Linked DNA regions of Sus scrofa: region 1 is linked to region 2. Evidence: chromatin contacts called from public HiChIP or PLAC-seq data. All regions are on one chromosome and are shown on one strand. Each heading gives the region's core, a stretch centred on a gene start, on an enhancer-like site or on the middle of the called end of the contact. The rest is flanking DNA. Distances are from core to core; before and after follow the strand shown.

Evidence for each region. HiChIP or PLAC-seq counts read pairs in DNA pulled down with a chosen protein or histone mark.
Region 1: an H3K27ac HiChIP or PLAC-seq map of skeletal muscle shows a contact between it and region 2, with 3 times the contacts expected there. The contact joins the promoter of SLC8A3 here to the promoter of SLC10A1 in region 2. A contact is called at or near these places in 1 of 5 promoter capture datasets (fetal skeletal muscle) and 1 of 2 datasets of contacts at active chromatin or transcription factors (skeletal muscle).

What each region holds. Positions count from the first base shown.
Region 1 is chr7:93,795,270-93,799,067 of Sscrofa11.1, reverse strand. It overlaps SLC8A3 (sodium/calcium exchanger 3), which reads left to right and starts at 1,585. Exons shown (of 8, transcript XM_013989127.2): 1 at 1,585-1,796.
Region 2 is chr7:93,419,563-93,423,881 of Sscrofa11.1, reverse strand. SLC10A1 (sodium/bile acid cotransporter) reads left to right here and starts at 1,893. Exons shown (of 5, transcript XM_001927695.5): 1 at 1,893-2,549. The coding sequence starts at 2,194.

The DNA of each region.
Region 1 (3,798 bases), core at 336-2,835, 380 kb before region 2:
CAACTCACTAAGCAAGGCCAGGGATTAAACCTGTGTCCTCATGGATACTAGTTGGCTTTGTTTCCGCTGTGCCACAATGGGAACTCCTGCTTCAGCATTTTTTTAGGAGTAGAATACACTGTTATGAAAATGTAACATGACCTACTCAACCAATTCTCCCTGCTGGAAAATTAAAATGCTTCAAATTTTTCACTACTGTAAACACACCATAAATATGCTTGTAACTAAATATTTGAGCACATCCTTCAGTACTGCCATAGAATAAATTTCTACCATTAAAATGACTATAGCAAAAGAGGTTCACATTTTTTAAGGAATTTGCTATGTCTTTCAAAACTGTCCTCCCTAAAAGCTGTACCAATTTATGGGTCCACCAGCTACCTCCTGGTCTTGACTGTAGACCAGTCAGCATCATGGATCTCCATGGAAACAGACACAAAGTAAATTCCACCAATTGACATATCCTGAAATCCCACACTGTTAGAAGTTATTGAAATCTTACAGAGTCAGTGTCTCAGCCCTCACTCTAACTGGATTCAAGGCCCATAAATGTTCAGGGATCTGAGATCACAGGGCTCTGTTAGGACGGAGGGCATCCAGGACTCAGCCTCAGGATGGAAACCTCCATGTGATTTGCTGAAGGAGCACCAGTCAGAGCACCAGGAAAGAACTCACATGCCACCCTAGCTCCTATGCCCACTTCATCTCTTTGGACCAAATCTTGTTCCAGAGCAGTCCTCAGAGGAGCCAGGGATCTGGAAAGTTGTGTGTACTGTTGTTATCAGTGAAACTCCAGCCGATTCCACTTCATTCCAGTCTTTGGTTCTGCTGCTGTGTCCTTAAGATGGTTATTTAACGTAAGGCTCAATATCCTTGAGAAAAATGGAGTTAGTAATTGTACCTGTCTCTTAGAGTTTTGAGAGGATGACCTGAAAGAAGGCAATCAAATTCTTTAACTGGGTGCTTGGCCTAAAGGGGGTGCTGAGACTTGCTAAGTGTTCTTCTCACTGGTTGGCCCATCATACTTGGCATCAAACAGCAGAGCCCTGAGAGGAACGACTGCCTTACCTTTATATTCTATCCCAGAAGCTGCACAGGTGTCTCTACAAAGGGCTGGCCACCATGCCCATCTTACATCTGCCTAACGCCATCCACAAACTAGGGGTGTGTAACCCCGTTCTTAGGAGAGGCCTGCACACCCCTCATGCCTCCAGAACCAAGCCTGACAAATATAGCAGTAATTAGGGGCATCTGATTTAAGGCTGCATGTGTACACTTTGCATGAGCCAAGCCCCAAACCCTGGTTCTATTGCTGCATCAAAGGACCATCTCTCTTCTAGACTCCAGGCCTAGCATAAGCAGCAATTTGAGAGACAGCCCCCCTCTTATTTTTAGCCTTAAAAACCCCAAAGCCAACATACCAGCGCTCGCTCAAGCGCCTGTCACAAGCTGTTGTTTGATTTGGGTTGAGAAAATGACAGAGTTCTGCACCAAGAACAGAAGGAAAAAAAAAAAAAAAAAAGGAGGAGAAGAAGAAGAAGGGGTGGGGGGAAAGGAGTTTTATTTTCCCTCCAGTGCCTACCTCCATCCCCCCTCAACCCCTCCCCTAGGCCTGGGTGGACCCTGCCTGGGTAATCGTCCCCTGCTATATTTAAAAACCACAGATGTGTTTGGTGGAGACTTAATTTCGGAATTGCAGGCGGCGTCTCCTGAGGACAAGGGGAAAGCCGGTGCTGAGCGCCCTCCTGCCCGCCCTCCCCGCCGCTGCCCGGAGCTCTGGACGCCGCGGAATCCAGGTCAGGACGCTCCGCCGTCTCGGAACTGCCGCCGGTCGGGAGGCGCCGGGCACCGGGATCCAACGATTGGGTGGGTGGCTGTGGTCTAGGGGTTCCGTCCGCATTCGGTCCTGGGGGCTCTCTGGACGCGAGATACCGGCTCGGCTTCCCCGCTGTTGGTCGGGAAGCTCTCAGAAAATTACCCCCATCGGCGCGCGAGGATAAATATGCGCGGCTTGTCATTCCGTGCGGCTCTCTCCCTCCCAGCTGATAGGGTGACGTTGGGTTTGGAGGCTTGGAGATTGGCTTTTTGATTTGGCTTCTCGCTGCAGCTTAATGGGCAAAGCTCGCGGCTCGCCCAGAAACCATCCCCTCCGCGCGTCCCCTCCGCGCGCGGCGAGGCCGAGACGTCTCCCGCGGTGACGGCGTGAGAGGCGGAGGGCCGGCGCGCTCCCAGCCCCGGGAAAGCCCCGGCGACGCGACTGCAAGCCGGGGTCCCTCGGAGCCGCCAGGGCGCGCCGGGCTGCTAGCCTTGCTGCCCCTCCCGGCAGGGATCCCCTCGCCCCCCCGCCCTCGCTGCCGGCGGCCGGGACTCCGGGCCTCTCCAGGGCTTAGTCCCGAGCCCGCGACCCCGGTCTGGGTTTCCCGGGGGGTCTTCAGAGGTGTTCTTCCTGATCCTTGAATCCAAGGACCCTTCCCCAGACCCCCTGCTCTGCCCCAGCCCTCACGCTCCGGATGCGCTGCCCCGCAGCTCCCTGAAAGCTGCGAGCCCACGAGCCCGGCCGGCGGGCGGCGGCGGCGGACTGACATGCCCCGGACGCCGCTGCGGCCGGCGGGCAGCCCGCGGGGGCGATGAACCGCTGCGGCCGGTGAGGAGCCCGGCGGCGGGGGCATCGCGCATCTTCCTCACCCCCTCATTTGCCCACCGCGCTCGAGACTGAGAGGAAACGGTGAGTAATTGGGTGAGCCTCCAGCCCTTCCCCCTTAGCGGGCAGCCGAGGCCAGGGAGGCAGGGGTTGGGGGGTGGGTAGGGGTGTCCCCGTGAGGGTTCCTGCTTGTCAGTCATGGTGTTAATTAAGTTCTTTCTCAAGATCATTCATATGAACTATCTTCTTGTGGGTTTAGTGTCATAAGAGGTGGGGGGAGGGTGCCTTGGAAAGTGTACTCGGTTGCATACAGTGCCGGGAAGGGGGTGGGGGGCGGCCTTCTGGCAGCGTTAGTGGCTACGGGGTGGGGGAAACGGGGAGTTATCGCAGAAAGGAGGTGATTGAGCTTGTGTGTGCTGTCGGGTGTCTGGTTTGCTGGGTTACTGGCGGGTGCGCACTGGAGAGGCTGAGTGCCGTGTTGCGTGCTGGATGCATGTGTGCATGTGTGTGCTGGCTGTGCCAGGGCGTGTTGCGCTTCTGGGGCTGTGAGTGCCCGCCGGGTTTGGGGGCTAGGAGGGGAGCGCGTTACCTACTCGGCGCGCGCCTGCGTGTATACACGCACGCGCGCACCCCAACCTCGGGACTCCACCGCCGCGGGTCGGGAACCGCAGCCCCAGCGCACCCGCTGGCGGCAGCCAAGGGGGCGGGGAGAAGGAGGGTTTCTCCCATCCTGTGTTCTCCTCTCCTCGGTGTTCTGGGCGTTATGGGGCCAGGTGGAGAGAGGTGAAGTGTGTAACTACCTCCCCCCTACCACCACCACCCTGCCCACACACCACTCACCACCACCACCACCACCACCACCACCGCCACAGCCACAGGCCCTCATTCAGAGGAGCTAGCCTGCTCCCGCAGACCCTGCCTGACCTGCCCCAGGACCTGAGCCACTGGGAGAGATGAAGAAAGCGATTTGTTCCAGGTGTAAAAAGCTGTTTTTCTTCTTTATTCATAGTGTTTTATTTTTAACCGTGGAGGGTGTGTAGGGTAGGGGTGGGGGGCGGGGGCGGGGACGGTGGTTAAATAGAACAATCGCCTTTAATGCAGTGCCATAAATTTACCCGCTCCATGCCAGCCCGCCTGCCTGCCGCCTCTCTGTTTCT
Region 2 (4,319 bases), core at 644-3,143:
TCACAGGTAGAACACAAAAGCTCCTCCTTCCAAATTGTTCGGCATTAGAGTAGTTGCAGCAGAGACATGGGGAAAGGGTGAAGGTTGTCAGCTTCCTAGAAGAGATTTTTTCCATTCTCTGCAAAGGTACACTGCTGGGAACAAACAGAATGGATGAGAGAAGATGGGGAGGGAAACAAGGCCGGCAGGAGAAGATGTGTTTCCCCAAAGGAAAAAAAAAAAAATCCACGGTAGGAGGAAGAACTTTGGGTTTCTGAGAAGGGACAAGGAGGGAGAGTCGGCAGAGATTAAATTGCTTCGTATCCAGTTTGCGGGTGTGTGAATGGAAGCTCTGCTCCCTCTATGTGCACAATCTGATTAATAGATACATTCCAAGGCCCTGCTCTTTTAACAGATACTGATTGATTACACCTCACCCCCTTGGGCAGAAGGCAGATGTGTAAAAACTGGTTGCACAGGATGTCTGCATAAGTGGTGTCCCGAGCGTTGTGCAGTTCACAGCCTGCACAACTGTATATGGCAGCCCTGCCTAGACCTTACCCACAAGTACATTTTGCTTTGCATTGTGAACCATCGTATGGACAAGTTCTCTGAAGGCAGGGACATTGATTATGTAATTTTTTAATACTCCCACAGTTCTTGGCGCCCAGGTGAGGATCAATAATTCTCCCCTAGCAACTCTGTTAGGGGGGCCTCTTCTGACCAGTTTTAGGGAGAGAAAGCAGCCTTTGGGAAGCTGGCCCCTGCCCCTCCTGGCACACACAGCCCAAGCTCCACACACCCCCATCAGCATCTAGTATCCCCAGCTCTGCCTGCCCTCCCCTTGAGATCAGGTCATCATCAGGCAATCTTAATATAGGGGGCCCTCAGAAGGAAAGGGAGCTTCAGGATCATGTTACAGAGGGCCATGGTACACAGCCCTGTGACCTGCAAGACGCCAGAGTGCAGCCTTCTCAACACAATTCTCAATGTGTGGATCCTGTCTCCAACCCTTACCTAGCAGGATTCCAAAGGCCCTTGGGGCCATTGTCGGAGAGCTTATTTTTAGGGGTGGTTTCTGACTAAGCCAAAATCTGCCCCTGCCCCCAGCCCCCCACAGACCAGCTCACACCCTGGTCCCTGTCCTGCCCTCTGGAGCCCCCCAGAAAAAATGCCTAGTCTCCTATTTCAGCAAATCTGAAACTGTGAGACCCCACTCAGTCTTCCCAGGTTCCAGCCCAGCCTAGAGGCGATTCTTCTGACAGCTGCTCCCTTGTGCCTGGTCTGAAGGGCTGGGAGGAGGTCCAGGATGCCTCACGGAGTCAGGTACCTGCCCCTGTCCACTGCTGCTGCTCCCAGACAGGCTCAGTGCAAAAGCAGAGCCATCAGGAAATGTGCAAGAAAAGCCTGTGCATTCCTGCTTCCTTCTCAGCAAGTTTCCCAGGCAGTGGGGCTCCTTGGGCTGCTAGTGGAAGAGACTGGGCAGCAGGCTCTTTCCTCAGAGGTACGTCCGCTGAGGACCGTGCTTCTCACCCGGGACCAGAGAGGTCCAAGTTTGGGGATCGTAAGAGGGTTCCCCAGCTCGGATGAGGAGGATACAGGCACCTCTCATCTTCCAGGAGAGGGGTCACAGACATTTCTTCCACCTGCCCCTACTTTGTCCCACACCCTCCTGGTATATCCAGGAAGGAGAGATAAAACTCAACCCTTGTCACTCCCATAGGTGTGGGGGCAGATAGCAGTAACCATCTGGGCATGGGGACTGCACCTTCCTCTGAATGAGAAACTGAGGCCTCAGGGACTGAGCAGGGAATGAGACGGGCTGAACGTGGATTGGTCCCCAGAACAGAATGCCTGTGGGCGTGCCCAACGGGGGGGCAGAGCAGGGATATAAACCCTGTCCTCCCAGAAGCAGCCAAGAGGTGAGGGAGCGGTGTGGGGGCACCCAGGAAGGCAGCAGCAGCCAAGGAGTTCAGGAGAGGCAGGGAAAGACCAACAGATACGGTTCTGTGCTCTCTCCTCTTTGGGGCCAAAGCCAGAGAAAGCACAGCCAGTTGCATCATCCTTCTATTTGCTCAGATTTACATTTTGGCCTGAAGCTCCCTGCCCCGGGGAGGTGCCTGAGGAAGGCACCCAGCAAGGACCAGCAGTCAGCAGGTGAGCAAGGGGTGTACTGGGTCCTCGGCCTTCCCTCCACCGCGACCACAGAGGAGGATGGAGGCCCTCAACGAGTCCGCTCCCATCAACTTCACCCTCCCGCACAACTTCGGCAAACGGCCCACAGACCTGGCTCTGAGCGTCATCCTGGTGTTCATGCTGCTCATCATCATGCTCTCCCTGGGCTGCACCATGGAGTTCGGCAGGATCAGGGCGCACTTTCGGAAACCTAAGGGACTGGCCATCGCCCTGGTGGCGCAGTACGGCATCATGCCCCTCACTGCCTTTGCACTGGGCAAGCTCTTCCGACTGAACAATGTCGAGGCGCTGGCCATCCTGATCTGTGGCTGCTCACCTGGGGGGAACCTCTCCAACATCTTCGCTCTGGCCATGAAGGGGGACATGAACCTCAGGTAGGACTGGGGGTGAGAAGGGAACAACCTAGGGGCAGCAGCTGCATGGGAGATGACAATCAGGCCAAGAGCTGGGCTAAAACCAGGAACGGGAGTGAGTCAGGGCTGGGCAGGCGCTAGGGCAGGGGGTGACGGGCATCTGTGGTCAAGAGCTTATGCAGGGCTGAGGGCAGCAGCTGGGGTACATCTTAGTTTAAGTGCCAAGCCAAAGCTACCCCGCAGGTCCAGGGTCATCCCGGAGAGCCCCCTACCCCCAGATTTGTCTCACGTGGGGCTCAAGGATTATCTTGAAGGCATGTTATACTGATTTAAACCAAAGGGACCTCTGGAGAATGTTCTCCTGCCATGGTGGGCAAGTCAAGGCCAGAGATGTGAAAGAGAGTGTAGACTGCTTCCAGAGCTTGATCAGGACGGCTTAGAACCAACAGACACCTTCAGTTCCTGCAGGGCAGGCAGGAATTTCCAAAGATCTTCCAACTCTCCAGGCACATGGGCTGTCTTCTCTTAACTCCCCCCATCTGCCCATCAGATGCAGGAACACTTCCATGCAAAGACACAGCCAGGTTGATCCCAGAGTTTCCCAGCGCCAGGTCAGGGTCCCAGGTCATGATGGGCCTCACTTCAGCTGAAGTGGAGGAGGGAAACAGCAGCAGCCCGGCAATCAGATCATTACAGCAGAAATCAGCAAGTTCTCACTCCTGCAGGGGACAATTGATTGACCTTCCAAACTGGTGGGGCTCTGGTCTGGAATGCCTCCCGGGGAGGAGCCATTTCAGACCTGCTCCAACTGCCACAGCAGCTATGCTGGCTGAAGGAAACTCACAAGCATAAAAGCCCCTGCTTTTATCTAAGCCTCTGTCTCAAGCCGGTCTCTTCTGGTCCAGTCCTCTGTGGAGATGCTATTCCATGTCCAGTCGGGCAGTGAACCCACACATTCTCTGCCAGGACTCTGTCCCTGGCTGAACTTCACTAAGGAAGCCATCCAAGTAAAGAATCACCTCTCCTGGGGATGCTAAGTGAGGCTGGGGCTGATTTTTAAATGAAAAAAAATTGATAGTGATCATTGGGAGATTACCTGGACCTGCCATTAGAGAAGCTCTAGACTCTGAACTTCACATAGATTCAATCCTCACTGAGGTGGTCAGTGGGGAGAGAGGTAGAGACAGAGCTTGGCTTGTACAGTCTCCCCTGGGAACATATCCAGTGTTCTCCACCTCACTATAAGGAAGTTCTTCCCTGTATCTAACCCAAGTCCTTCGTGCTGCAAAGCAAGCCCTTGGCCTTGACCTGGCCTGCAGACAAGGCCCATCATAGTCTCTGCTTCCTGGACAGAGAAACCTGGACTATATCTTAATTCTGATGTAGGTTGCAGGTCAAGGTAGGGGTACTCAGGGCTTTGTGGCTCTGAGGTCTCTCCAAGAAATACCTGCATTCCTGAGACTCCAGGCCTCTACCAGCAGAGCCTCCAGTGACTCAGGAATGTGACCTTCCTGCTTTTCTTCTCAGCCTCCTGGTCTGGGCACCTGGGAACTGTCCCTTCCACCTAGGGCCCTCAAGAGATAGTGCTCTGCTAGGACGGCCACCTTCTGCCATCAAGCCCCTTCCCACGGACCAACCTCTGTGCACATTAAATCAGGCCTCAGACCCCACTGGCAGAGAGGGACTCTCATCCTCCGCCATCACATGCTGCCAGACTTCAAATTCCAAACAGAGTTTTTCATCTGGGCCAACACGTTGCATGTAGTATAATAATGATGATGCTGATAATAC